Linked DNA regions of Mus musculus: region 2 is linked to region 1. A link is a contact called in public HiChIP or PLAC-seq data. All regions are on one chromosome and are shown on one strand. The core of a region is the stretch at or near the end of the contact, and the rest is flanking DNA. Distances in the headings are between cores, read along the strand shown. Region 1 holds the start of Kantr (Kdm5c adjacent non-coding transcript). Region 2 holds the start of 3010001F23Rik (RIKEN cDNA 3010001F23 gene).

Region 1 (6,738 bases), core at 1,945-4,444:
ATATAGCTCAGTGGTGGAGTGCTTGCCTAGCATGTGAGAGAACATGAGTTCACTCCCCAGCACTGAAAGTAATCAGAAAACAAAAACAGGGTTAAAAAGAAAAGAAAGAAAATACGTGGAAAGGGCAATTAGAATCAAGGATACCTACTCCCACCCCTCACACAGTGGAGTATTAGAAGGCTACAAGGGTGGGCAAGAGTGTTCAGTGGAAAGCCAGATCACTGCTCAAGTCAAAGAGTGTTTCGGGGTGGGGTGGGGATTTCTAACTGGCATGATTATTGGAGAGCCTTAGTGCCATTAGTGGGCATCTACTATCTCTGGTAGATGCCCAACGTTCTGCAGTACACCAGACAGCACCACATAGCAAAGAATTGTACCACATCCATACAACTTTAGATTGGCTCACCAAACCATTATTTAAGTTTAAAGAAGTCTGCTTATTCATTTCTAATTTATCCACGTGACCAACATTTAAAGAAAGCCTGTCAAGTACCAAGAAGTGTTTTAGGTACTACAGACCCATCAGTAAGTAAAAAAAGAAAAAGACAAAAACCCGTCCCCTTTTCTAGAGCTTACAATTGAGTGGATAATTAGACAACAAACTACAAATACAATAGAAGTAAATAACATACAGCCATACACTATATAATGAAGTTATGGTCAACAATGGCCTGCTTAAATGACGTTCATCCCATAAAATTGTATCCTCTGTGATGTCACAAAGGTCTTAGTTTGAGTAAGCACTCTATATTTTTGCGCAATGACAAAATTACATAATGATATTTTCCTCAGGTTATATTCCCATTGTTAAGCAACACATAACTAACTGTACGATGTAAGAAGATGGAATGCAATGGGAACTAATAAAGTTGGGTTAGTGTTCAGACTAGAATGGAGTTGTTAAGCAGGATCTTCATGGTAGATCTCAACAAGAAAATGACAACAGAAACCTGAAGTGAGGGAATGAGATCTGTGGATAATCTGGGGAAGAGTATTTATTTGAAAGGGAGGGGAAGGCCTAATACATTGAAATAACCTTAAGGAGGCTATTATAGGTGAAATGGAGTAGGAGGGCAGAGTGGTAGGACATAAGGCTAGAGGAGTTACTAAACAAGGATATTCATTTATACTCGCTTTTTTAGAAATCTAGCAACCAAACAAAGAGACATATACATACACGTTCTTTTGTTTAGAACTTTATGAAGAATTACTCATCATTTATGGAAAAGGAACTATATCCTATATATGGTTTCTGAGTCACCACTCAATCAATACACATGTAGCTGTCACATGTACAAGTCAGATACATGAAATAATGTGTAAAATTATTTCTTTTAGTGAAGTTATATCAAAGCATTTACGTATTGAAGTGCATACTGTTTTATTATACATTGTTCTTCAGCCCCAACACTCAGGAGGCAGAGTTTGAGGCCAGCCTGGTTTACAAAGTGAGTTCCAGAACAACCAGTGCTGTACGTAGAGAAACCCTGCCTTGAAAAACAAACAAAAAAATTTCTCTATTATATTACAATTAAAATGTCATTATAAGCTGTGGGAGGATTGTGTATGCAGAGTCTACTTTTTATGCTCTTCATTAAAAAATAGTGAAGGAGGCAAACTACACATTATTAAAATAGACTATTGGGTCTATAGTTGTCAGAATGACAAAGGTATAGCAAGAATATGGAAAAATTAGCATAGGAATGGGAAGAGAGTTGTGATACTTGACAGGGAGTTTCAAAATGTCTGATCTAGAAGAACTCCTAGATAAGGACAGAAAAGATGCTCAGGCCTACAAGGGGATATAATTAGAAGATCCTTGGACTATCTGTGGTGACCAACATTACATAATGGCTATTAAACTGTTTTGTAGCCCTGGTGGTGGTGCATGTCTTTAATCCCAGCACTCAGAAGGCAAAGGCAAGCTGTTCTCTGTGAGTTCAAGGCTATCCTGGGCTACAGAGTGATTTCTAAGACAGCTAGGGCTGTTACACAGCAAAACCCTTTCTTGAAAAAAAAACCAACAAAATAAAAATGTTTTGGTGGGGTTGGGGGGGGGCAAGACAGTGTTTTACATTGTAACCCAGGTTTACTTTGGACTCATTATGTAGCTGAGGCTGATCTTGAACTTGTGGCAATCCTCCTGAATGCTGTGAATGTAGTCATGCACCACCATCAAAGCTGGCTGAAAAGTAGCTTAATATAAATTTCTCCCCATCCTTGGTGTTTCTACCTGTTTAACAGAGAAGGCCAAGAAACAGAGACTCCTCAATGAGACTTACAAGTAGCTCAAGACCAGGCTCCAGTTTTGTGCCCTACCTTTGGGCCACTCTCATTGTTATATATATTGTACCTCCAACCACATTAGGGATAGGAAAGAGTTAGGTTCAGTGTGGAAAATGAGAGGACAGTAGCATTCAAAAAAAGGTCCAGTGGGGAGAGGGTCAGAGACAGACAAGGGTGAAAAAAAGTCAGAGACTAAGAGAATCAATATTCTTTCAATCACAATCATAATTATTTATTGAAAAAAATTTTAGGGACCAAGCATGCGCATTGGCTCAGGTAGAGACAGACCCCCATTTGGCAGATGATGAAACCAAGACCCAAATGAATAAAACGGATAGTTTAAAATTTCATAGCTGGTTTCAAGGGGTCAGGTAAGGATTAGGCCTCCTGAGTCTGGGATATCTTAGTACGTCTCAGAGAGAGAAAATGTTGGGTAGAGGCAGATATGGAGTCAAGACTAGAACACAAACAATCACGTGAGCAGCAGACCTGCACGAAATCTTTTCCCCAGAGACCGGGATTGGGAGGCTCCCAGAGGGTGGGCACGGGTGGTGGGTTCAAGAGGGTAATACTCACCTGGGTACCGTCTGGAGAGGATGCAGGGGCACTCGCCTTCTTTTTTTGCTACGCAAAGGATCCTCCACCACCCACGGACCTAGAGTCGAAAGGCCGCCCAGGTAAAAGCGCGCCAGGTCCCTCCCCACACGCGTTCTGGGCCGTTCTCTCCCCTCCCGCCGTTTTCTAACCCACCACCCCATCTTTACTGCTTCTCTTGGGATACCTCTAGTCTCCGTAGGGTCTAAGCTGCCGCAGGAGAATGGATACCTGGCCCACAGCAAGATCTCGCAGACACGCAGACGCTTCACGCAATGCTCCACCGAACCCTGGCAGGATAGCGATGCTCCACCACTTACCACGGGCTCCTCAGCTCCCATTGGAGGATTGCCCTCCTGCCTTCCCTGAGATTGGTTGGAATTGGAAGCACCTACGAAAACTCCACCCTCTCGAGGGTGTGATTGGCTTATGTGCCAGCCCTTCCGTTAACAACACTGGTCAGGAAAGGATTACTGCTCAGTCCTTTTGCAGGTCTAGAGGACTGGGCCTTCGGGGGTTGTTTGTTAAAACGCAGGAAACCCTAAACCAGGCTAAGCACAAATCACTGAATAGAATTATTACTTTCGTGATGTCTTCTTTCTTTCTGTAGCCACACTGCCTTTACACCGTTTTGCTTAGAGACACTGCGAATGTACTTCCAGTTTCCTATAGCTCCACACCCACTTGTAGGAGTTTCTGAGCTAGGTTTCTCGCTTTCCCTGTAAGCATTGTTCCTAATTCCATCCATGGAGAATAAGGTGATCCTACTTAGTAGCCCTGGCTGACTCGCCCTGTAAACCAGGCCTGCCTTTGCCTCCTGAGTGCTGGGACTAAAGGTGTGAGCCATTTATACCCGACAGATTTTATTTCATTTTTTAATTAGGTGTGGTCAGTCTTCACATAAAAGAAGCTATGGCCTAAAGAGGCAGACTCGATGAGGCATTGGTAGTACGATGGTGAGCACAGCTGCCTTCCAACGAGGCAAACTTAGTGGTCTGAAACTGTGCAACAATTATTTCGAATAAAATCCATCTCTCTTGTCTTCTAAAGGAAGGGAAGACAGGAAGGACCATTCTATTAACAAATCTTAAATTTGAGTAGCACAGATCCTCCAGGAGAGCCTGTGGGTGCAGCTTGGGGCAGAGAGGAATAACTTGGATGGGAATGAATTTACATCTTTGTTTCCCCTCTCTGTTTAGGAAATTTAGCATGTTTTCAATAAAGGACGTAATATTGGTGACTGTTACCAGTAGCAATCAGAGAGATTTGTCCATCACAGTATAAATTTGCAGCTCTTTCAAATATGTAATCTCTGAAATATATAATTAGTGCTTTAAAATCATGATAAGAGGGAGCCGGAGAGATAACTCCATGGTTACAAGTGCTTGCTGCTCTGGTAGAAGACTGGAGGTTAGTTGCCAGCATGAATGTCAGTTGCCTGTAACTCCTCCTCCAGGGTACCAGATATCTTCATCTGCTATGAAGACACCTTTGCATAGCACACATGAGTGCATGCACAGGAACAAATACACATATAAATAAAAGTAAAATAAATCTAAAATCACGATAATCATTGTAGTCTTTAAACCAAAGCATCCTATGATTTAATGGATTGATGAGCAATACATATATGACTCTAGCACATTTTTCTATTTTAATATTTCAATAGTTGGCTTTCTAAATTCTAGATGTGATTTTTCCAATTTTAAAGGATTTTTTTTTTTTTGTGAGAAGAGTTCTAGGTCACAAAAGAAATCAATGACACAGAAATTGAAATTGGCTCTTTAAGCTTTTCCCTTTCTTACTCTCTAGCCCTCCTTTTCCCTTTCCCTTCCCCCCTCTCTCCACGTGGCCATGGCCGGTTCCTCTCTCCTTCTACCTTCTCTCCTTTCTCCCTGTCTTTCTACAATAAAGTGCTAAAACAAAACAAAGTTAAACTTGATCTAGTAGCTCCAACAGGACAGAGACATATTTTCTTTTGTTTACTTGCTGTATTCCTATTAGTCTAGTATGAGGCACGTAGTTGGTACTCAATGAAATGTGTATTAACAAATACTTGCAAGAACAAATGCTGTTTTTGTTTTGTTTTTGGTTGGGGTCTTTGTTGTTGTTGTTGTTGTTTTGTCTTGTCACCTGAATCTAGTTTTGTCCCTGACAATCTGATTCTGTCTTCAAAAGTAAATGGCACTTTCATGACACCGGAAGATCTTGGGACCCTCACACCTAGTAGCAGGGCCCTTTCTTGCACAGGGCTGTAAAATGAAAAGTCCACCAAAACAAGTAGTTTCAATGTGAGAAGAAGCCCTGGGGAGCATGGGGCCCATCATTATTCATCCTCCTGGTTTCTGTTTATAGTCCTAGGTAATAATGCTCATGTTTTCTGATGCTTGCTATATGCTATATTTTAGAGCTAGGTTTGACTTTGAAAACATTCTAACTGGGCTAGAGAGATGGCCCAATGGTTAAGAGCACTGACTGCTCTTCTGAAGGTCAGGAGTTCAAATCCCAGCAACCACATGGTGGCTTACAACCATCTGTAATGAGATCTGATGCTCTCTTCTGGGGTGTCTGAAGACAGCTACAATGTACTTACATATAATAAATAAAATAAATCTTTTTAAAAGTAGCTACATCTTATCAAAACAAAACAAAACAACATTCTAACCTTCCTTTTGAAGATCCAGGCTGAGAAAGGAGGGTACTGGTAACAAGATGCCACTCTGGGTGAAGAACTTTCTCTTGTTCCATACTTCATCTCAGAGCATGAGCACTTTGGCCAACTGTGTTAGACCCAAAATGGGCATTTAAGTGTGTCCCACAAGACCAGGGTCCTTTTGGGGGTAAGGTGGCTAAAGAAGAGCCTCAAATGCCATAATGAAGTGTGGTGGATTTGACTTGTGGGGAGAATATGATGCAAGACTAGACTTCAAAGACTAGCTTCATGCTTGCTGACAGGAGCCTGGTATAGCTGTCCCCTGAGAGGCTCTGCTAGAGCCTGACAAATACAAATGCAGATACTCACAGCCAACCATTGGACAGAGCAACAAGGTTCTCAATGGAGGAGTTAGGGGAAGAACTGAAGGAGCTGAAGGGGTTTGCAACCCCATAGGAAGAACAACAAAATCAACTAACTGGACCCCCCCCCAAGCTCCCAGGGAGTAAACCAACAACCAAAGTGCATACATGGAGGGACCCACGGCTCCAGCTGCATATGTAGCAGAGGATGGCTTTATCTGGCATCAATGGGAGGGGAAGTCCTTGGTCTTGTGGATGCCTCAGTGTAGGGGAATGTTAGGATAGTGAGGTAGGAGTGGTTGGGTGGGTGGGGGAGCACCCTCATAGAAGCAGGGGGGAGGGGAAATGGGATAGGGGGTTTGAGGAGAAGCCAGGAAGGGGGATAACCCCCCTTTTTAATTTTGAAATATAAATAAATAAAATAACCAATAGAAACAAACAAACAAGCAAAATATCCCAAAGACTAGCTTCAAAGCTAGACTCAGTACTGAGATCTTGGACAAGTTGCTACCCCTGAGCTAATTCTCCCTGAATAATTGGGCTAAAGTAGTAAGTGGGAGGATTGAGACCTGTGAGAGGGGATGAGGGAATTACACCAGTTAGGACAGATTGAGGCAAGAGGAACTAGGCTTGCTCCCTGTTGGACTGACAGCTATTGCTGCCAAGCTGACTTCCTTGCTGGTCCACTCCAGGGTCTTTGCTCCTGAGATCTCCTCTACTCTTCTCCCTTTCTCTTCATACATACATGCTCACTGGGACTGGCTTCAGATAGCTCAGGGAGTGGATATATATATTTTTTTAAATTCTTTTTTAAAATTTTATTTATTTATTATTATTATTTTG
Region 2 (6,738 bases), core at 1,674-4,173, 41 kb after region 1:
AATATATGAGAGACACGCCTACAACACATGTAGCATGTTCACACACACATACTTTCTTATATGCATGGGACACATATATCTATTTTTATAAACAAATCATTTGGATGGACAGACACTGAAAGGCACACATGGAAAAACAGGAATATACACAATCAGATCCAACTAGGCATTCATTTAATTGGATGTGTAACACACACAGACACACACACACTCACTCAAATACACACTCACTCAATAGGCCTAATACAGGCTCAGAGAAACACGCCAATACTTGGGTCAGAATCAAACATGACCATTTGTTCACCCAGACAGGCATGCAAAACCATGCCCTCTAGTACAGACACAAATCTATTCAGACACCCACATAATCCCATATGCTATCATATAACCTGTTCACACACACATAAACTCATATACACCTACAGTGTATATGATGATATACACATACAGTGCAGTGATGAGACATGTATACACAGACTACAAATGCAGTCATTTATATATCACACACACACACAAACACACACACACACACACACACACACACACACACACACACACACACACACACACACGATAAGTTTCAGGTCGAGATGCCTCTGGGCAACAGGCTAGTTCCTCTCCTTTCCACTTCAAATGCTTCTTCAGGAAAGTGTACTCATGTCTAAAGGTCCCAGGCCCTCCCTGTTCCTCAGAAGAAATCTATTTTCAATCTCTCCTCTCTTTTGGCTCCTCTGCTGATTCCCAACCCCTTGGGATTCTACCACATATCCATACCTAGAAACCAGTTAGGAAACCCTATTCTCCTCAAGCCAGGGTCTAGATGGGCAAACTCTGCTACAGGTCTGGCTACTGCATGGACCACACCCCAGCTCACTCAAAGCCCTATAATCTCAAAAGCTTCAGCCTTGTCTCCAGTCCCTGCCAACCACTGACCATAAGCCAAACTCTTGCTAATTTCCCCTCAACAGAGGGACACATACCAGGGCCAGGAATTCTGCAGGCTGCAAGCCAGGCTTCTGCTGGTTCTCAGTCTGGTGTGTGTGTGTGTGTGTGTGTGTGTGTGTGTGTGTGTGTGTGTGTGTACACAAATAAGGGTAAGTGCATGGAAAGAACCCCGAGTAGGGTAGGGATGACTGCCCCCGACTATCTATCACTCTTTACAAATTAGAAGTAATAGCACAAAGCTGTTCTGCTTCCCTCTACTTGCCACCTTCCACCTTCCCATCTGCTGGCTTCCCTAGATCTCTGCTAAGACCCTAAAGAAAAGGCACTAATCCTTTTCCTGATCTGTAGCAATACTAATCATGAACAATCAGCAATAATATTGACCCTGACACTGCTCAGCACCATCCTATAAACACAGATAATTGTTTGCATGCACCAATTTATTTAATCCCTGCACACATCCATGAAGAAAGGGTTACCAGTCTCTTTGACAAATGGGGAAAATCAAGGTTCAACAAGTGACATGCCTCCACTAAAGTTGCGAACTAGTAGTTAGGAGCCGTGTCCCTAGTAGAATCCATGTTCTCCATATACCAGGTTTTCCTGCACCTCCAGATACAGGGACCTCTGGCTTACTGTGTCATAGATCTGGAGGTCCCAAACACAATATGGGTATCTGAAACAGAAACAGAGAGCCATGTGATAGAAGCCAGGGCCCACAGTGTGGGGACCACTACGTTATTCCTGTCCCCTGTATATTGTCATGGGGATTGGTTCAAGCGCTCTCAGAGCCCAGGACCTGAATGTGCTCCCTACCCCCACCTTACCTTCCTCTATTCCTATAGCAGCTTCCTCCCACTAGCTGGGACACATCTTCCAGGGTGAGTGAGCAAAGGTATGTTACCTGTAGGTAGAGACTGGGAAAAGAATAAAGGAAGGAATGAGGGGTGGTCTGCACTAGGAGCAGCCTCCTTGTCATATCTACCCACCTGCTTGGTGCCCAGGTTCTCTGTCTCTCTTACAGACACACAGACACACACACATACAGATCACAATTCTGCAAACAACCTAAGGAACCTGGAGAAGGAGAAAAGGAAGCTGCAGGCATTGTGAGAACAAGGCTCAATGAGCTCCCAGGTACCCCTTCCACAGCTAGCACACAAGGAATGGTCTTGTGTCTAAACGTGACTATAATGATAGAAGCAGACCCTGTAAGGGGTTGGGGGTGGAGAAACAGGTGGTGGTTCCCTTTCTTATGGGACATTCAGGATTAAAGAAGATGGGGAAAGATAAGCAGTCTTGGGGTTTGAGTGTTGTCATACTCAGTGATGAAGCAGAGAGACTAACAGAGAGACAGGAAGCATGACAGTGATAGAGACTGAAATATATGGAGAGACAGAGAAGTCCCAGCCCCCCTCCTCCCCTAGCTCCTTTATGGAAGAATGCTGACTACTTACCTGGGTTCTCTTAGCAGGACTGTCTTGGAATTCAGGAAGGAGACTCACTCTGTCTCATCCAGGATAAACCACAGCCCAGGCCACATTGTGGGACCCTCACTGATCTGGCAGCCAGTGACACTCCTGCTTCTGTTGCCGTGGATACAGCCTGGTTGATCTAAATCACTGGCAGCAAGGGAAGCAGGTGCCAGAGGGGTGCACTTGGTAGAGCTGGAGATGTTGGGGAACACCAGGTGGGCAGCACACAGCTTTGGGGTGCCCAAGTAGCGGGCAGATGGGGGTCCTGGTAGGTGCTTCTCCCACTACACACTCCCACCCCCATCTTCATGCCACCGCCGGTCTGGGAGGGGGCCAGTGTTGGCTCCGCTACTGTTCTGCCTGCCTAGCTACCGGTTCCCCCCCACCCCCCACCCAGTCTGCCTGCTGGCCGCAGCCTTTTGTCCTCAGAAGACACGGTCCCAGCGGGGCCTCTGCCAAGCTTCTAGCAGATGCTCAGGGTCCTGGACTCCTCCCTGGGAACACAGGAGCCATGGCTTGGGAGGGCCCCAGGTTAGGGGCACACTCTCATCCAGGCTAACCCCACTCTCCGGGCCTGGCGAGGATGGAGAAGAGGTGCAGGTCCACAGCCAGAGGCAGTAGCAGAGGTGGTGTTGGGGAGGGGATGGACGCCAGAAAGAGGGGGAGGGGTGGAGGGAGAGAGAGGCTGGCCTGATAGCCGTGTCCCAGGTTTTAGATCCGGGTTGAGAAGGGTGGCTCAGAGCATCCAAGGGGGGTCCTGAAGCGAGACGAAGGTACAGTGGACCTGCTGGAAGGAATTCCTGGCCCGGGAATCACCCCGCTTCACACAAATCCAGATTCCGTGATGCGGGAAACACCTAGCTTGGATAGGGTCTCAGTGAGGAGTCCTGGCCCCTTAGCTAGACCCTGTGTAGCCTGTTGGTCCTCCCCTCTCCTCGATTTGCACAGTCCCTGCCCGAGGGGCGGGTGGAGGAGGGAGGGAAGGAGGGAGAGCAAGGGAGGGAAGAAGGGAGGCTGAGCAGCCGGGAGACTCCCAGCCACCAGCAAGGTCCTCCCTGGGGCGGGGCGGCTGGGGTTGGGGGAGGGGGCTGGCGAGACCGGGAGAACTTGGCTGCCTGGCTTACTGAATGGGGATGCTTGGTGTGGTGTGGTGGTTGTTCTTGCCAGGACAATAGCTGACTGACAAAATCAGGCTCAGGCCTTTCTGACTTGAGAGAGGCCTGTGTGGAGGTGAGGGGAAGTAGCCAAGAGGTTGCTGAGATAGCAACTTGCTTAGGATACTCGTGCAATGAGGGCAGAGCTTGTAAAGGTCTGGGGTCCGGTTTTGGACAAAGATTCAGGGGAAATTTCTTAGGTTTGGTATGGAAGGTTTGGAAGATAAGGTAGATAGCCTTATTTAGGATGGGGTTTTATGGGTAGGCTCTGGAAGTTGGCTTGGAGAGAGGTGGAGGAGGAGTCAGACACCCAACTCGGAGCCCCTGTGAGGATACCCACAATGATAAATCTACTTTCTCTGGGCCAGGAGGCAAGCATGAACACATACTTAAGGCTGTGTTCCAGGACAGCATGAAGCAAAAGATGAGAAGAATGCCTGGGAAACAGACATGGGAAGACCAGGGAATACAGTTCTGTTTTGAATTGGTTTAAATAGGGACCAAATGATGCTGTGGTGGTTCCTCTAATTTGTAGCAGTCAACAATTCCAGTTCTCTTGATATAAAACTTGTATTTTATTTGTTTTCTTACCCCACTTGTTGGTTCATTCATTAACTAGCTTTATGTAGGTCCAGTGCTGGACTCAGCTGAGTTGGGTAAATCAGACTTGCTGCCTGCCCTTATGAAAACCATGATCTGCTACCAACCTGTGGGCCAGGAAGTCATGCACCTGCCTCTGGATCCCTCTGGTACCTGTGAAATCTAGATCCCCAGGCCTGCTCTCTGGAAATATAAATCTGGTAGGTGGGAGAGGTGTGAAACATTTTTAGAAAATCTTTAGATGGTTATTTTTATAATCTCTAAATTTGGGCACGATGCTTTGGAAAGGGATAAAACCCTATGGACTGAACATAAATTCGAAGTGGAAATTAGAAAGGACTTTGGGTTGATCTAGAATGGAAATCTTTACCTGAAATCTTGTGAAATGTGTCTAAGGCTATGTGGCAGGACAATTTTGTAGCTTTAAATTTACACACACACACACACACACACACACACACACACACACAAAAGGAAGAGTCGGATTTCTGTCTAAAGTTGGAAAAAGAGGACACATTAGACTTAAAGGAAGGTGTAAATAGTAGAATTGATAGTAGAGAGCAATGGGATAGAAAATAGAGAGAAGATATAGCAGAGAAGATCCACAAAGTTGAAGAAGGCTCTTTGACAGATCCTTGAGACATCATGATTCTGGAAATAAGAAAGCATGTCAAAAGGATAAGGAGCAGAGAGGGCATGACACTACTGAACATTAAGTTAGATGAGAAGCTATTAGAATTATAATTTTATGCTTGCAATTTTGAACAATTTGATACAATGGAAATTTGCTAAAAGTCACAGAAAATAACAGAATATCTGAGCAATCTTATAATTTTTAAACAAACTGAATTTATGCCTTTAAAAGCTTTAGAGAGAGAGAGGTCTCCAGGAGATACTGCAAGCGTGAAAACCTGAGTTCAAATCTGTAGCAACCATGTAAAAGCCTGGCATGACTCTGCCTGCCTGTAACCCCATCATTGGTGGGCAAGGGCAAACAGATCCATAGAACTTGCAGGCTACCCAGCCTAGCCAAAACACAGTGAGCTTCCAGTACAGTGGGGGACTCTTTTTTAAGGCATTTCTTTTTGTAGAGGGCAATAAGGAAAAACATCTGGCATTCTGTTCTGGCTTCTGTTTGCATGTACATACCTACACGCTCCCCAGACCCAGACACTGTCCAATAGTCAATTCTGCAAAAAATATTCAGAGAAAACCCTCCACTAATTTTCTAACTTTTACAAATTCTTTAAGGGAGTAAAGAAAAATTATGATTGTTCAACAGGCGCAAAAGAAAAGTACCCAAACAAACAAACAAAAAACTCATAGCAAACTTAAGTTTTCTAAGAATTAAAAGAAGTTTATTAAAATACTGTACTTTCAAACATCATACCTAATGGGGAGATATTGAATGCTTCCTGTGCTGGGTAGCTGCTGTCAACTTGATGCAAACTGAGTTACCTGCAAAGAGGGAACTTCAGTTAAAGAATTGTCTCTAGCACATTGGTCTGAGGAAATGTTTGTGGGACATTTTCTTGATTAATGATTGATCTGAAAGGGCCCAGACCACTTTGGGCAGTGCTACTTCTGGGCAGGTGGTCCTGGTTTGTATTAGAAAGCAAGTTGAGCAAGCCATGGCAAGCAGGCTAGGAAGTGGCATTCCTCTATGTTCCTAACCTGACATCCCTTGGTAATGGACCTGGAAGCCTAAGACAAAATAATCTTGTTCTTTCTCAAGTTGCTCTTGGCCAGAGTTTATTACAGCCACAGAAAAGCAATGTAGGACACTTCCTAAGATTGGGAACAAGACTAATGTGTCGACTATAATCCCTTCTATTCAAATTGTACTGCAGGTCTTGGTCAGTGTTAAGAAAAAAAATATAAAAGGCTCAAGAGAGGGGCTGGAGAGATGGTGTAGTGGTTAAGAACACTGACTGCTCTTCCAGAGGACCTGGGTTCAATTTTTTTAAAAAAAGATTTATTTATTGTTATGAATAAGTATGCTGTAGTTGTCTTCAGACGCACCAGAAGAGAGCATCAGATCTCATTACGGATGGTTGTGAGCCACCATGTGGTTGCTGGGATTTGAACTCAGGACCTCTGGAAGAGCAGTCAGTGCTCTTACCTGCTGAGCCATCTCACCAGCCCCCTGGGTTCAATTTTTAACACCCATATTGTGGCTCACAACTGTTTGTAACTTCAGTTTTGAGGGATCCAACCCCTCACACATATGCAGACAAGGCATCAAAGCACAGAAAATAAAAATAAAAAAATATAAAAAAGGCTCAAGATAAAAATTTCAGTACAGGGCATGGAATACTTCCCTATGAGTTTTTGGTCAAAGAAGCCACAGGTGTCTCTAAAATAACACAGCCTATTGCTCTTGTCAATGGCTACCCACCATAACTATATAGTAAGGCTCTACCACACACTTTGGTTGTAGGGCATAGAGAAATCAATCTCAAACTGAATAGATAACTTCTTCCTTTCTGGATAGCTTTCATAGTGCCAGAAGGAGCTTGGCACATAGCTGAGGGAGGAAAAAAAGTATCAATGTGCTGGACCTT

The links. HiChIP or PLAC-seq counts read pairs in DNA pulled down with a chosen protein or histone mark.
Region 2: an H3K4me3 HiChIP or PLAC-seq map of embryonic stem cells shows a contact between it and region 1, with 25 read pairs. The contact joins the promoter of 3010001F23Rik here to the promoter of Kantr in region 1. A contact is called at or near these places in 1 of 39 promoter capture datasets (the 3T3-L1 cell line), 5 of 484 Hi-C or Micro-C datasets (the HL-1 cell line, LSK cells, macrophages and 2 more), 1 of 115 datasets of contacts at active chromatin or transcription factors (embryonic stem cells) and 3 of 9 other capture datasets (adipose tissue, liver and pancreatic islet).

What each region holds. Positions count from the first base shown.
Region 1 is chrX:152,324,299-152,331,036 of GRCm38.p6, forward strand. Kantr (Kdm5c adjacent non-coding transcript) reads right to left here and starts at 3,195. Exons shown (of 3, transcript NR_040270.2): 1 at 3,112-3,195; 2 at 2,863-2,941.
Region 2 is chrX:152,365,649-152,372,386 of GRCm38.p6, forward strand. 3010001F23Rik (RIKEN cDNA 3010001F23 gene) reads left to right here and starts at 2,924. Exons shown (of 4, transcript NR_045451.1): 1 at 2,924-3,046; 2 at 4,194-4,374. It overlaps Gpr173 (G-protein coupled receptor 173), which reads right to left and starts at 3,070. Exons shown (of 4, transcript NM_001359449.1): 1 at 2,403-3,070; 2 at 1,773-1,862; 3 at 1,473-1,621.